Regions from separate parts of the Hordeum vulgare genome. Here regions 1 and 2 are each linked to region 3. The links are chromatin contacts, called in public Hi-C maps. All regions are on one chromosome and are shown on one strand. Each heading gives the region's core, a stretch centred on a gene start, on an enhancer-like site or on the middle of the called end of the contact. The rest is flanking DNA. Distances are from core to core; before and after follow the strand shown.

The links. Hi-C and Micro-C count contacts between places; a contact is called where the count stands out from the background.
Region 1: a contact with region 3 is called in a Hi-C map of seedling, with 3 times the contacts expected there. The contact joins the promoter of LOC123396705 here to the promoter of LOC123396005 in region 3. A contact is called at or near these places in 1 of 6 Hi-C or Micro-C datasets (seedling) and 1 of 1 datasets of contacts at active chromatin or transcription factors (embryo).
Region 2: a contact with region 3 is called in a Hi-C map of seedling, with 5 times the contacts expected there. The contact joins the enhancer-like site here to the promoter of LOC123396005 in region 3. A contact is called at or near these places in 1 of 6 Hi-C or Micro-C datasets (seedling) and 1 of 1 datasets of contacts at active chromatin or transcription factors (embryo).

Annotation. Positions count from the first base shown.
Region 1 is chr5H:422,156,161-422,160,446 of MorexV3_pseudomolecules_assembly, reverse strand. It overlaps LOC123396705 (vacuolar iron transporter 2), which reads right to left and starts at 2,190. Exons shown (of 4, transcript XM_045091559.1): 1 at 1,819-2,190; 2 at 406-491; 3 at 201-315; 4 at 1-102. The coding sequence starts at 2,054.
Region 2 is chr5H:422,263,818-422,268,659 of MorexV3_pseudomolecules_assembly, reverse strand. No RefSeq gene overlaps it. Among protein-coding and RNA genes, the nearest start is that of LOC123396705, 110 kb to the right of the region's middle. Within about 2 kb of position 1,654, at least 2 of the 3 cell types and tissues checked have open chromatin away from gene starts, as enhancers often do. A contact at or near this core is called in seedling, where this site is marked.
Region 3 is chr5H:422,837,529-422,842,123 of MorexV3_pseudomolecules_assembly, reverse strand. It overlaps LOC123396005 (alpha,alpha-trehalose-phosphate synthase [UDP-forming] 6-like), which reads right to left and starts at 2,434. Exons shown (of 3, transcript XM_045091031.1): 1 at 1-2,434. The coding sequence starts at 1,641.

The sequences.
Region 1 (4,286 bases), core at 941-3,440, 680 kb after region 3:
GGGGAGAGCGGCACCATGCCGCCGACGACGTAGGCCAGCGCGATCGTCGCCGCGCTCGTCAGCGCGCGCCGCGGGTCCGGCTTCTCCAGCCCCAGCTCGAACCTGCGTTAAATTAATTAGAAAAAAGAAAAGGTGAGTGGGTTGGGTTTATTTTCTTTCAAGAATTTGAGTGGGTTGCTTGGGCTTGGCTGATGGATTACTTCATCATGAACTCGAGCCAGGCCTTTGGGTTGTTGCGGAGGGAGGTGACGACCGGCCCGTACTCCTCGGGGCCCAGCCCGTACTCGGAGAGTATGTCCGCGATCTCCGCGGCCTCTGCTCAGAGAAACACATCTTAGCCGTTAGATATTTATACTAGATCGATCGATAGAGAGTGTGACGTGAGAGAAAGAGAGTGTGTGCGACCTGTGTCGGGGACGGTGTCGATCTCGTCCTGCTCGCGCTGCAGCTCCCGGTAGTAGTGGTCGGCGTCGCTCTTAGCGGCGAGGTACCTGACAAGAGTGCGAGCGCACCATTAGCCGCAGGGGAGCCGTAGGCTTTTACTGCACTAATTCCGTTTGGTTCGGCCCAGCAGAAGTTGGCCCGATTTGGGCTGGGCTAAATATATACATCACTTCGGTCCGTTAAAGTAATTAGTGCTTGCGATTTTCTCAAAAAAAGTAGTGCTTGTAATTGTGAAACAAGTAGAAACTATAAACTACTATGTGAAGTAACGAATATTTTGTTACAGTACTTTACCATTCGTTTCGAGAATATTCCATACACACATCAACGAAAATTTGACAGTTCTCATATCTTAATTCATGCGAGTGAAAGTAATCTGTATTTCTAATGTACTCCGGTCAAATTCCTTTGCACGTGTGTGTGCACGTGCACTTAGTGTGGATGAACAGTACTGTATATTTTGGGGTCACTCGCAGTCTCGCACATAAACAGTACTCGCTGTTAAGATGGTGGATCCGTGATCATTACAAAAATCCTATGAAAGTGATTTTGTCCAGACTCTGAACAATAAATGATCCAACTTAACAATGCAGCAAAGTATTACTCCCTCTGGGTTTAAAGGGCCTCCTGACGACGAAGCCCGGCCCGAAATTATAAGGCCGCACACACTAAACTTGTTCCAATCGCAATATGTTTTTGTTTCCTATTCTCATGTCGTGCCTTGTGAACCGTGTGTGCAGTTACGAGCTGTGAATGCAAGCCAGTGCATGCTAACTTTTGCCAGCGCCTTGTTTCTTGGATCAGCTGTTTATGGCGTTTCCATACACGTCTAAACTGTTGCGCCTCATTAATTTAGCATCTACTTTAATGGAGGGAGTAGAACAGAGTAGTACTGTTATAGTAAAAAAATTAGCCGATACTCATGAGGAAACATCTGTGTGCGCCCTGCATCTCTTGCTGTCCAAATCTCTGTATTTCTGACATTCTTTTTTGTTAGTATTCCCTATGTACCTATATAATTATAGTTGGTAAGAACTATAGTCTAGTTTTTTCAAACTACAATTATTTAAATATAGGAGTACAAGTTATTAAGAGTTAAGCTACTTTCCATTCTTGGCATCAAGAACAGCAAGCTACTCTCACTAATCTCCGTTTGAGAAATAGAATTACTCTTGCCAGTTAATTAAGCATTTGCATAAGCAGCAGGGAGGCGTAAACAAATCTGGAACCAGCAAATTAAGCATCCAGATCCAGCAAAGCCAGCAGCATGCATGCTGCATGCCAGCAAAGCAATAACTGCTGGGGTAACAAACGACATTAATTAGAGGAAACAAATACCCAGAAAATCAAGGAGGATTTGATCTCTTTCCTTACCCTCCGAGCCCCATGGAGATGGCGCCGGCGGCGACCTCGGCGAGCCCGGCGGTGAGCACGAGCGACGAAGACGCGTTGGCGCCGGACAGGCCGGCGGCGAGGGCGAAGGGCACGGTGAGGCCGTCGGAGACGCCGATGATGATGTCCCGGACCACCTCGCCGGAGGTGAAGTGCTTCTCCTTGTGGTCGTCGAGGAGCAGCCTCTGGTTCTCCTCGTCTTGCACAGGCTTCACCATCTTGCCGGTCGGCGTGGGAGTGAGCTTGCGAGCGAGGCGGTGCGCTCAGCTACAATTTCCTGCGCTTAGTTGAGCTAGCTCGTGATCTGCCTTGACAGGGGAGGTTTTGGGTGTAGGCGAAGTGGACAGAGGTGAGAGGGGGGATTTATAGGGGTTAGCGGCCGGGTGAAATGTCCTGTTTGGACATGGGAAGTCGGGGCAATCTAGGGATTTGGGCACGCGACGTGCTGTGCTGCTGTGTGAGGCTCTGTTTCTTTAAAAAGTCCTAGAACTTTTTTTAGTCTCAACTAAAAGTCTCTAATCCTTATCTGTTTTTTTCCAAGGATTAAACATGGACTAGAGGTCATTAAATGACATGCAAAAAGACCATGTTACCCCTAGTAATATATTAGAAGTTATTAAATGACATGCTAAAAGTAGGGGCATTGTTGGGAAAAGAGCCAAAAAAGTTTCAAAAAGTCCCTTCCATAGGGACTTCTTCCTTTAGTCCCAAATACCCTTTTTAGTCCCTACATCAAAAAGTCCCTGGAAAGAAACACCCCCTCAATGTGTGATGAGCATGTGCGATTCTGTTTTTATTCATCCGTAGTTCGCTTTATCATACTCCATTCATTCAAAATTAATTGTCATATAAATATATAAAAATAAATGTATCTAGAACTAAAACATTTCTAGATACATCCGTCGCTTTATCATATTTCCTGAGACTTTTTTTGTAGCACCAATAAAACAACGGATCCATCACATGCCAAGTTTGCAGGATCTCAAACATAGCACACGTGGATCGTCATTGCACGCTGAATTTTAGGGCATCTTTTGATTCCTAGGATTTGTAAAATGGAGGAATAGCAAAGCATGTGATTCCACTCCCGCGTAAGTTTCCGTTAGCGACCGGAAGCGCTCTCGTCGTCGGTGACGAATCTTGAAAGAAAATTATGGAAAGGGGGTCCAATGTTAATTGTGTGAAGAAAAAGGTACTAACTCTTAGTTTTATAGTTTAAATAATGTTATTTTTTTATACGAGGCTGAGAAGAATACTACTCCTTCCGTTTCAGTTTATAAATCCGGCACGTGTATCTAGGTCGTCAATTTGACCAACTTAATGAGAGGCATATATTACAAAAAAATATACCATTAGAAACTTTAGATGTTCTATTTTCGAATGATATAATTTTTATGTTAAACAATATATTTAATATAAATTAAATTGACGACCTAGGTACACGTGCATGCCTTATAAACTGTGACGGAGGGAGTAGTATATTTTTAAGTTTTTGGAGGGGGGGAGGGGGCTCAAGCTTGCCTTAGATCCGTCACTGCTAACCGCAGTCGTTGTCAGTTCCCTCTCCCTCCCTCCTCCTATGCCGTCACTAGAGGGCGCGGTCGGGCAAAGCCTGGCCGGTGGTGGGATGTTTCACCCCCTCACGTGAGGGTGCTGGTACATGTCGTCGTTGGGACGGGACATCGCGCTAGCGAGGGATGTGGTGGTGCGGCGGCACGGTAGGTGTCATGATGCCCAGGCATGCCTGTGGTGGTGGTGTTGACGGAGATGGATTAGGCTCCGTCGTGATATGGCTTATGGTGTTAGCACGCGACACAGGCTGTGAGGGGTCGACGACCACTGTTGCATCGCCATGCATTGGTCGTTGGCGGCGCCGGTGGCTTGACAGGGTGACGGGGAGCGCATGTGGTGGTTGGAGCGATGCTTTGGGCTTCGCCTAGATCTGGCATTCGGTGACGCTGGCGATGGCCCGACGGTGCTCGGTCACAACGATATGGTTCCCGGCATTCGGTGGGGCACCTTCTTTCTCTACCGATGCATGGATGTCGAGAATGTGGTGAGATGGTGGTCCTTGGCGGTAAGTGTGGGGCTTCAAAGGTGGCTGCAGTCGGCATGGTCAAGGTTGCCTAGTGCTTGGAGTTGTCGGTCCCTAGGCGTCTCCCTGTTGAGATCTTGAGGGGCAAGATCCGATGGTAGGATGGTTGTCGCTTTCTCCAGAGGTGTTTGTCGATTTGTGCTTAGCAGGGCGAGCCTAAGTGCGGGGAGAGGTATTCCTCCATGCCGAGGATGGCTTGCCTCACACGTGGTCTAGTGTATGTTCGTTGGTGAAAGTGCAGTCATGTCCTTAATCGTGTTTTGGTGTTGCTGACAACACACATATAGATAATTAATCACTAATCCCCTTTAAGCTATTGTGAATGATCATGTGTTGATAAGGACAAGCTCATGTG
Region 2 (4,842 bases), core at 405-2,904, 570 kb after region 3:
ATTTATTGAAGCTTGACAGTCACAATATTGGTCTTATAAGCAATCGATGAATGATTAGTATAAGAAAGCAAACTTTCACATACAAACATATTATCTTGGACATCTTCTATGATTGTGAATACCAATTAATTATTTTCAACCTTGATCAAATTGTTGAAATTGGACAAGGAAGACAACATAATGGTTATGTTTGGGTATATTTTGATAGAAGTTATATTGTTATGGATCCTCCAACATGTGCTGCTTGTTTAGAACCTTTTGCTAGCCAAAACTTCATACTAAGTAGAGATACTACTTGTCCATCCAAATCCTCGAGCCAAGTTTATTCCATGAGAGTCCATCATACCTACCTATATATGGTATTTCACTACCATTCCAAGTAAATTTGCATGTGCCACCTCCAAAACCTTCAAATAAACATCCGTGTTGGGTGCTCGTACCGCTCATGGAGCGATCGAGTCGGTCAGTATCTTCCATGCTAACGGGTTATTCTCATGATGAGTGTTTATTCACTTGTAATTGCATAATAGAAGATGTTAAAAAGGATGCACACTCGTGCATAATAAAAACATAAAGTAAGCAAGAACTCCCCCTAGAAAGTTGATAATTTTGAGGGCACCCGTGGATACGGCTAGCCATGGAAAGTGTTTGAATGGTTGAGGTGGAATAAAATTTAATTTTTGTATGGGAACCACCAATAATGAGATTTGCATGGAATATATTGAAATCCCTTGTCGTAACATTGAGAGGAAAGGCACACAACCCAAAATATATGCATCTCTGTTTTAAACAATGAGCTCTGGGAAGGGACAACCCATTTACTTTGCGAATCTCTACTCCCCTTTGCGAAGGGACAATCCATTTACTTTTATGTTATTTACTTTCATGTTGTTTATTTTTCATGTTCAGTCAACTTCTTATTCCAACCTTAATTTGTGAGTTGGCAAACCCATGTGGTGGGGAAAGATCGAGGCATATATATATAGTCTAATATATTTGATCATGATTCATTATTGTTGAGAGTTATCAATGATAATTGCGTTGGGAGACGAAACATTAATCCCCTCTCTTTCTATGGGTTTGATCGATGTTGTTTGTTCTTAAAATATGCTTTGAGTATTAGCAATCATAGAAAACAATATGATAATTGAGTATGTGAAGCTCTTACTTAAATTTTATTGATGATAAGATACATTGAAATTGTTTGATGACTATGAACATACTACCGATGGAGAGGGCAGAACGTTAAAACGTCAGGACTTGGAGCGGTGCAGGGGGTTAACCAACAAAACTCTTCATCAGAATTCAGAAAGGCGATATGCATATCCATCATTGGCCAAGATTTGGACATCATTCAGAGGACACCCACAGGCCCTTGCTTCTCTCTCTTTCCGACAAATAATTGCTCCTCACTGTGACAACAGGAGCACACGATCCGGGCGGCCACATCGGAAGTTAGGTTTGATTTGTGGAGAAAGTAATTCCAACTAGGCCGGCCAGTGTGGTCTCCTCATCTACTACTACTGTTCTTGTTGACAAGAAGGGCCAGGAGAGTGTTCCACCGGGGGCCGCAGGCGGAACAATGCAGATCCACTGAACCTGACCCCGATTCCGCCACGCATAAAACGAGCCAGGCGAGGGAGGCGAGTGTGATCCAGGATTAGCCACATGCGCTCGCGGGTGGATTGGTTGGCGTAGGCTTGGTAGACTCTGCTACCTTTAGGCCTAGTTTGGTTAAGGGGGATTGGGAAGATTTTGAGAAAAAAATCTCCGAGAGGGTCAGAAACCCTACAGATCCTCGGGCGTCCATTTGGTAGGAGGGGTTTGCTTAGCCCAATCCCCTCCGTTTTCCTTCAATCTCTTTTTATCCATGTATTTCAAAATCCTCCTTGAGGGACTAGTGGAAGCAAAGTCACGGGGATTTGAGAGGATTGAGTGGAACAAAGGAATTCACCCAATCCCGTGAAATCCCTTCTTCTCAAAACCTCCTCAATCCCCTTTAACCAAACGAAGCCTTACGGGGCCTTGCTTCCAAAACCATATATGCATCCAGGCCACGCATGATTGCTCACTTGCCGGAATGAGGCAGACAGTAGGGGCAGGTTCAGTCCTTCTAGAAAGGAAAATGCGCATCTCTTTGGCATGGCTAAAGTGGGTCGATCATAGCAATTCTGTGCAAAGACACTCTTTCTGTCGCTTGGATCCCCGTGCTTCAACGGCTAAGTACAGCAAAGTTGCGAGAAAAACCGTGGGAAGCCTTGTCAGCCGTAAAATCTGAACCAAGGAAGTCTTTGGTGTCATTAATTTCTATGGGAACCGGATTGGCAAACCCCATACAGAATCTGGATTCCATTTCTGTTCCGTGGATCCTCTTAGATTCAGTGATTGAGACATAGTAGCATTCAAGCTCTGACGAAATTGTCCGTTGGCAACTGCAGGCCTAATACCAAGTCTGACAAGGATTAAATCGTAGCGGCCTGTGATCCAGCGGAAGACGCCAACGTGCGCATCCATATGTAGCTGCTTATCTATTGCATGAACAATACGTGGATGGCCGGCCATAGCTTTCCTAACCATCATTCTGACAACCCACCTGGCGAAAGGAGCCCCTGCTTAACACCTCCCTGAAAGATACCGGACCAAATCATCAGCAGCAGGTCGCCAATGCAGCAGCAATCCGTCACGATCAAAATAAACCAGTTGATGCGAGAAAATTAGCTCATATCAGATTAACAGAGATTTTAGCTCTTAAAATGAACCAAGGCATCTCGAACCTTACCTGTCGCTTATGCTCGTACGTAGATACTACTGCAGTATAAAGATGGTAGCGCCACCCTTTCCGATTACTAAGCAAAGCAAAGCAAAGCAGCATATCGTTTTGCATAAACCGTTGGCGCGACCAAGCACACCGAATCTAGCATGAATATACCAATTATTAGTGGTGTCCACCATGAATCGGAATCTATCCGGCAACTTGGAGGCCTGAATGCTCTCTATCCAAGTATCCATCCGACGCTCAGTCTGATGTATACATGTTTTCAGCTAATGGGTTCATCTGATGGATGGATGCATGTCACAAGAAAAGGCTAGGGACGATTCACCATCCAGTATACGCATGCGCTTGGCCTTCCTTGCTTTATCACACTTGTTGCACACTTCAGACTCACATTCTTTTTGCGTCAACTTTTACTTAATTCTCTCTTGCCCTACTTAGCCTAGCTACCACTTCTGTCCGGAATCTCTTGCGGGGGAAACAAGAAAAAGGCGATTGGTTGAATTGGAGAACGCTTCTGATTGGGCTTGGGATCATTGATGGGCAAGAAAGTGTTGATCGTGAGCGCAATATCTATGCATTCCATTAGCCGGGGAAAAGAGAATTTTGCGGTTTGATGTAGCATCCCATTTTATAACATAAGAGACCTTAAAGGCGCATCATATGAACATGACTAGTTTTGTCAACTTGAAGTAGATTTCCTTAATTCTAGCATGGTTGCAACAGAAAACGGTATGTCTACACGATACTTTATTTTACAGGTTCTTTTGGATTGAAAAAACAAAACGCTCATATGTGTGGGCGTCTGCAAACCGTCCACACGTATGGATCTGCGTCCGTTTGTGCTTTGCATTAATCTTAGAATTTTTGGCAGTTTTTTTTGTCACGTAGAACTGGGCTGGTGTGTGGGCATTTAACCACTTCGCTCACATGCCCATTTCTTTCTTAGCGGGAATCATTTTTTGGTTTTCGGCTTAAAAATATTTTATCTCCTGATTAAAAATTCCAATTAAAAATTCATTTTCACCGTTAAATCCGTCTCGACGAGATCTTTAAAACTAGATCCTATATTGATATGTTTTGATATTTTTTTTTCGATCAACAGTTGTCATGTTACACTATAGTTGCCATATTGTTTACACTACATTTGCCATGACATGTTTTATCTATTTTTTTAGATTTGAAGCTATTATTATATTTTTCAACTATTTTTACGGTAATTTTTATTAATTGATCATGGTAATTATTAGTAATTAACCACGGAAAATTTAATGCATGGATCATAGCAATTTTTAGTAATCCATCACTACAAATTTAGTTTGTAGATCATGGCATTTTAAATTTTGACCATGATCGATGAAATTTTTTTGACCAAAAGTTGCCGTGATGTTTACACTGTAGTTGCCATAGTGTTTACACTAAAGTTGTCATGACAGGTTCTACCTATTTTTTTCTTCTAAATTTAAAGCTACCGTTATATTTTCTAACTACTTTTACGGCAATTTTTATTAATTGAGCATGACAATTTTTTCACCATGGCAATTTTAGTCTATGGTTCATGGTAAGTCTAGTTTCTTAATTCCCTATTTTCTAATATGTCAAAATATAGTTTTAAATGTAGAAAAAAAAATTGCTAAAACATATCATGGCAATTTCAGTGTAAATATCATGGCAACTATAGTATAACATCATGGCAACTGTTGCCCAAAAAAATCATCGAAATATATTGATATGAGATCTAGTTTCGAAGATCTCGTCGCGATGTATTTAATGGTGAAAACGGATCTTCAATCGTATTTTTCATTTACAAGATAAAACATTTTAAAAACTGGAAATCCAAAATGATACCCACATGCATGCATGGGGTGTGGACGTTAGTTGTTTTGCCCACACGCAAGCTTGTGGGTTGTTTTCTTTACACACCACATGGGACATGTGGGCAACACCCCTTAACGCCCACACGTGTGGGTGCTATAAGGACCCTTTGGATTTCACCAACAATAAGCACTAGTAGAACGCCCGTGCGTTGCTACGGGCCATAGATACATTTTTTCGGTTGCATATATAAT
Region 3 (4,595 bases), core at 1,185-3,684:
GACATCATGTGTGCTCACAAATTTGTGATGCTTCTCGTGCCTCAGCACCTTCTCACAGTCAGATATGGACAAGGCCTTCTCCATTGCCTCAGTCACTGAATCAATGTTCCAAGGGTTCACCCGAATCGCGCCACTCAGGGAGGGTGAGCAGCCAATGAACTCCGACACGACAAGCATGCTTTTCTTCTTTGTGGAAGGGCTGAGACCCAGGATCCTGTCAATCTTGTCATTCCCTTGCCTAGCAATGATGTACTCATAGGGTATAAGATTCATGCCATCCCTCACTGCGGTCACCAAACAGCACTCAGCGACAACATAGTATGCCATTCTCTCATAGAAGTGCAGTGGCCTGTCGATCAGTATAACTGGCTGGTAATCTGGCTGCCCAAATGCCTCATTGATGCGCCTCACCATCGCATAGCTCTCATCCTGTACATCCTTCACATCCTTTCCCCGCCCCCTCGCCGGATTGGCAATCTGCACCAGCACCAGCTTCCCTCGCCACTCTGGATGCTGCACCAACAGCTGCTCAAATGCCAAAAGCTTCAGACTGATACCTTTGAAGATGTCCATGTCGTCCACGCCAAGCATCAAGATGCGGCCCCGACCACAGAACTGCTTCATAAGCTCGGCGACCTTGAGCCCAGTCTCCGGGAGGTTGAGCACCGACTGCAGCTGCACTAAATGTATCCCCACAGGCAGTATCTTGATGGTGACAGTTCGTCCGTAATAGTCCAGTGCAATGTATCCCCTCTGCGACTCGTACTTGAGCCCAAGCATCCTGCTGCAGCATGATAGGAAATGTCTGGCATAATCAAATGTGTGGAACCCAATCAGATCGGCATTCAGCAGCGCCCGGAGCAGCTCCTCGCGGACCGGCAGAGTCTTGTAGATCTCCGATGATGGGAAGGGGCTGTGCAGGAAGAAGCCCAGCCTGACCCGGTTGAAGCGCTTGCGCAGGAAGGTGGGCAGGACCATGAGATGGTAGTCGTGCACCCACACGAAGTCCTCCTCGGGGTTGATCACCTCCAGGATCTTGTCGGCGAAGATCTTGTTGACGGACACGTAGGCCTGCCACAGCGTGCGGTCAAAGCGGCCGCCGAGCTCGGGCGACAGTGGCAGCATGTAATGGAACAGTGGCCACAGCTGCTGCTTGCAGAAGCCGTGGTAGAAGCGGGAGCGGAGGTCGGCGGCCAGGAACGCGGGCACGCAGCGGAAGCGATCGTAGAGCTCGGCCGCGACCTTCTCCTGCTCCTCCGCCGGGATGTCGTCGCGCAGGCTGCCGATGTAGACGAAGTCCATGTCGACGCGGCCCTGGTGCCCGCGCATGCTCTCCTTGAGCTGCCGCAGGAGGCTGTCCTCGTCCCACGAGAACTCCCAGGCGCCGTCGGCGCCGCGGGTGGCGCGGATGGGAAGTTGATTGGCCACGATGATGGTGCGCTCCCGCGGCGCCTGGTTTGGCTGGTCGGAGGCCACCGAGGCGGTGCCAGCGTCGTCGTCGAAGCAGTGGAGGCCGGGCACAATGCCAGACGCCGTCACCACCCGCGGCACCCGTCGCTGCCCGAGCGACGGCAGCGTCGGCTGGTCGCGGTCACCGCCGGCGGCGAGCTCCATGAGGTTGGAGTAGGATCTCGAGGCCATCCCGTCCGCCACCAAACCACCAAGATCCTCTCCCAGATGCGATCCTCCTCACCACCCTCCACCAGCAAACTCACAGCCCCTCAGCAGCAACAAGTTCGAACCCAAGGTTGCAGACAATTGCAGAGCGACCGAACAAGCAGATAGCAAGAATGGGCAAGCGGGCAGGGAGGAAAAGGATCTGCGACCGGGAGTCCAAGGAGGAAGGGAAGAAATCCCGGCGAGATTTAGCGACGCGAGGAATGGAATCGGCGCAAAGGAAGTCGCCAGAAACGCAGAAACAAATTCCCCCTTTCCGGAAAGGAGCGGCACCTTTCGGTCAAAGGGAACACGGCGGCAGCGACGCCATCCTCAGGTGCTCCTCCTCCCGCTACGTCGACGGATCGCCGCCACCGGACAACAGAAAACGCCGCCGCCGACCATCCCCTGGACCAGCATTAAGAAGCAGCAAGAAAGAGAGTGGTGGAAACTCCGGATTGCCAAAGACGAACGCGGGGGCGGGCGGAGAGAGTATAGAGGCGGTGGCAGGAGGCGGGATTGATCCTCGGGCGGCGTGCGGCGGTGGCTCTTGAGGATCGGAAGGGCCGGGGTGCTCCGGGATGGGGGATCTACGACGACGACGACTATAATTAACGGAATGGAGGCCCGGCGAGCCGCGGCTTTTATGTTCTTTCTTTTTTCTCTCTCTCTAGAGTCTGGAGTGGATAGAGTAGTAGTGTTATTTTTCTCGCCCTTGCTCGACCAGAGCTGGCGAGCGAGGGTCTGATGAACTTTGCGATGCCTCTGTTCCTCGGCCCGTACACGGATTAAATATAATCGGGCTTTTCGCGTTAAGCACCCTGGATAAACACGGGCCTCTCGTTCCCGGGCGCCGTCCCGCGCCGCGCCGCACGCCGTCCACCTAACAGGCGCCAAAGAATTCAAGATAAACCATCAGCGCTGTTTGTTTTGGATAATCGGCTTTTGCTGGCGCGAGGGATGGATCAGCGTTATCCATCATCCTGTCAAAAGGACGCCCCGGCTTTCTTACGGGACAAGAGATCGGTCACCGGTTCACCACGGCAGGTTTCCTTGCGTGCATGTCGTGGGGGCATAAACTCTTGGCTTTGTGGTTCTCAATTCGGACTTTTATTACCCCCCGGTTGTCTGTGCTTTTTTTTATGGGCCCGTAATGTTGTTATTTTTGAGTGAGGAGTTATTTTCTGTGGGATGGTGACTTCCTGGCCACCGACCGAGAATCGGCGGCTTGGGCTACTGTCAGAGAGATAGATAATGACGTGGTTGCATGCGTTACTGCACCCTCATCCTTTGATCGCGCCGCGGGCGGCCGCAATCCAACAAAAAGAGCCTCCATCCTGAGGATACGAGAAAACGTCTTCGTGCCCGTCTAGTCTCCGAATTACCTGTGAACCCAGGGGGCTAGGTGGAAGAAGCGTGGCGCAGTCCCCCGTGGGCTGCAGCAGCAGCAGCAGCAGCACGCGCGCGATCTTATCCGTGGGAGCGCGGTGGCCGCTGTGGGGCCCTCGCGGTGCCTGACCGCTGTGGCCGGGCGCCGCGGCCGGTCGATGGGCATCGGACGGTGCGGGTGCGGGGGCGGGGGAGCGGGACGCGCAGAGGATCCGCCGGGCTTCCCTAGGAGATATGTATATCCGTTTCCATCCGCACTGGATGAGATCGGTGGGAGGCTGTGGGGCCCGCGGGGGAGGGAGGGGCGGGAGCGGCCTCCCGCGCACGTGCCGGCCCATACGTGTCGGACGCTCAGGGCGCCTCGGCGCGTGCGGCGGCCCGGCTGTCGTTCCGACAGGAGGGATACACGGGCAAAGCGTTCACACCCGAGACCCGGAGTCTTGCCTTAAAAAAAAAAAAAAACGAGACCCGGAGTCCACCCGAGGAAGGAACGGTAGACTTCCGAAACTGAACGGTCAGTTGCAAGTAACGGCGCCGGTCGACAGGCGCGGGTTTAGGCCGGTCGCCTGCCGGACCCTGCGATCTGGATATGAATAACCGTCCGATTGCGAAAGAAAAGCAGAAAAAGAATCCGCGGAAAAAAAAGCAAAAAGGTAAGAAAAAAAGTCAACTCTTACCCGTGCCTGTGGTTTCTCCCTCATGGAGCGGATGTTGTCATCGCTCGTAGATCCGTCGCGGCGTCATGACAGCGTCGTGCTCGGGGCACACCACACCTCGGCCGCTCGCGCGCGGCAAGATTGTCCGACGGTTGCCGCTTCTGCTCTCACTAGTCGAAGCTTTTTCGATCGTCAATTGCAACTTTCTTCCTCCTTCGGACGCCACGGTTGTTCCATCACGGCATGATGCCGGACACAACACCGTTGCCGGCACCACGGTCCACCGGTTGCATCAGTCGTTGGGGTCTGATTGCGGCTTCCCGTCGCAGACACTAGCGCTCTCCGTTTGCGCATCGTGCTCTTGTCATGGAGAGCAGTAGCGGATGCAACCAAGAGAGAGAATCGAGGGAGGGGCGATGGCTCGTTGGTTGGCTTCGTAGGGCTCATCGGGGGTGAAGATGGCGAGGGAGAGAGAGAGAAGAGAAAGATATGGCTTGGGCGATAGAGGAATAAGAAAGACGACTGAGCAAGAAGGATGCGGGAGAAGATAAGGGAGGGGAAGAGCGGTCACGGGGGTACTAAGGTGGACGCGTGTCATGCATGTCAAGGGGGGAATAGTCGGGGACGTCGCGTGAGAGACACACAATGTGTGTCAATCAAACGCACGCCACGTGACCGACGTGAGCGTTGACACCGCTTGCCCGCCAAACATAAAACCACGCACATGTATATCAAATAGAGTGATATGTAGATATTAGATTAGGGTGACGCTACGTGTCGACGCATTGATGTCCCATGTAGACATTGAATTAGGCCACCATCATCTTAATGCAGACGGTGCGATGTTTGGAAATAAATTAAAAGGGCTATCAAAGTTGCCCCAACCTGAAAAAC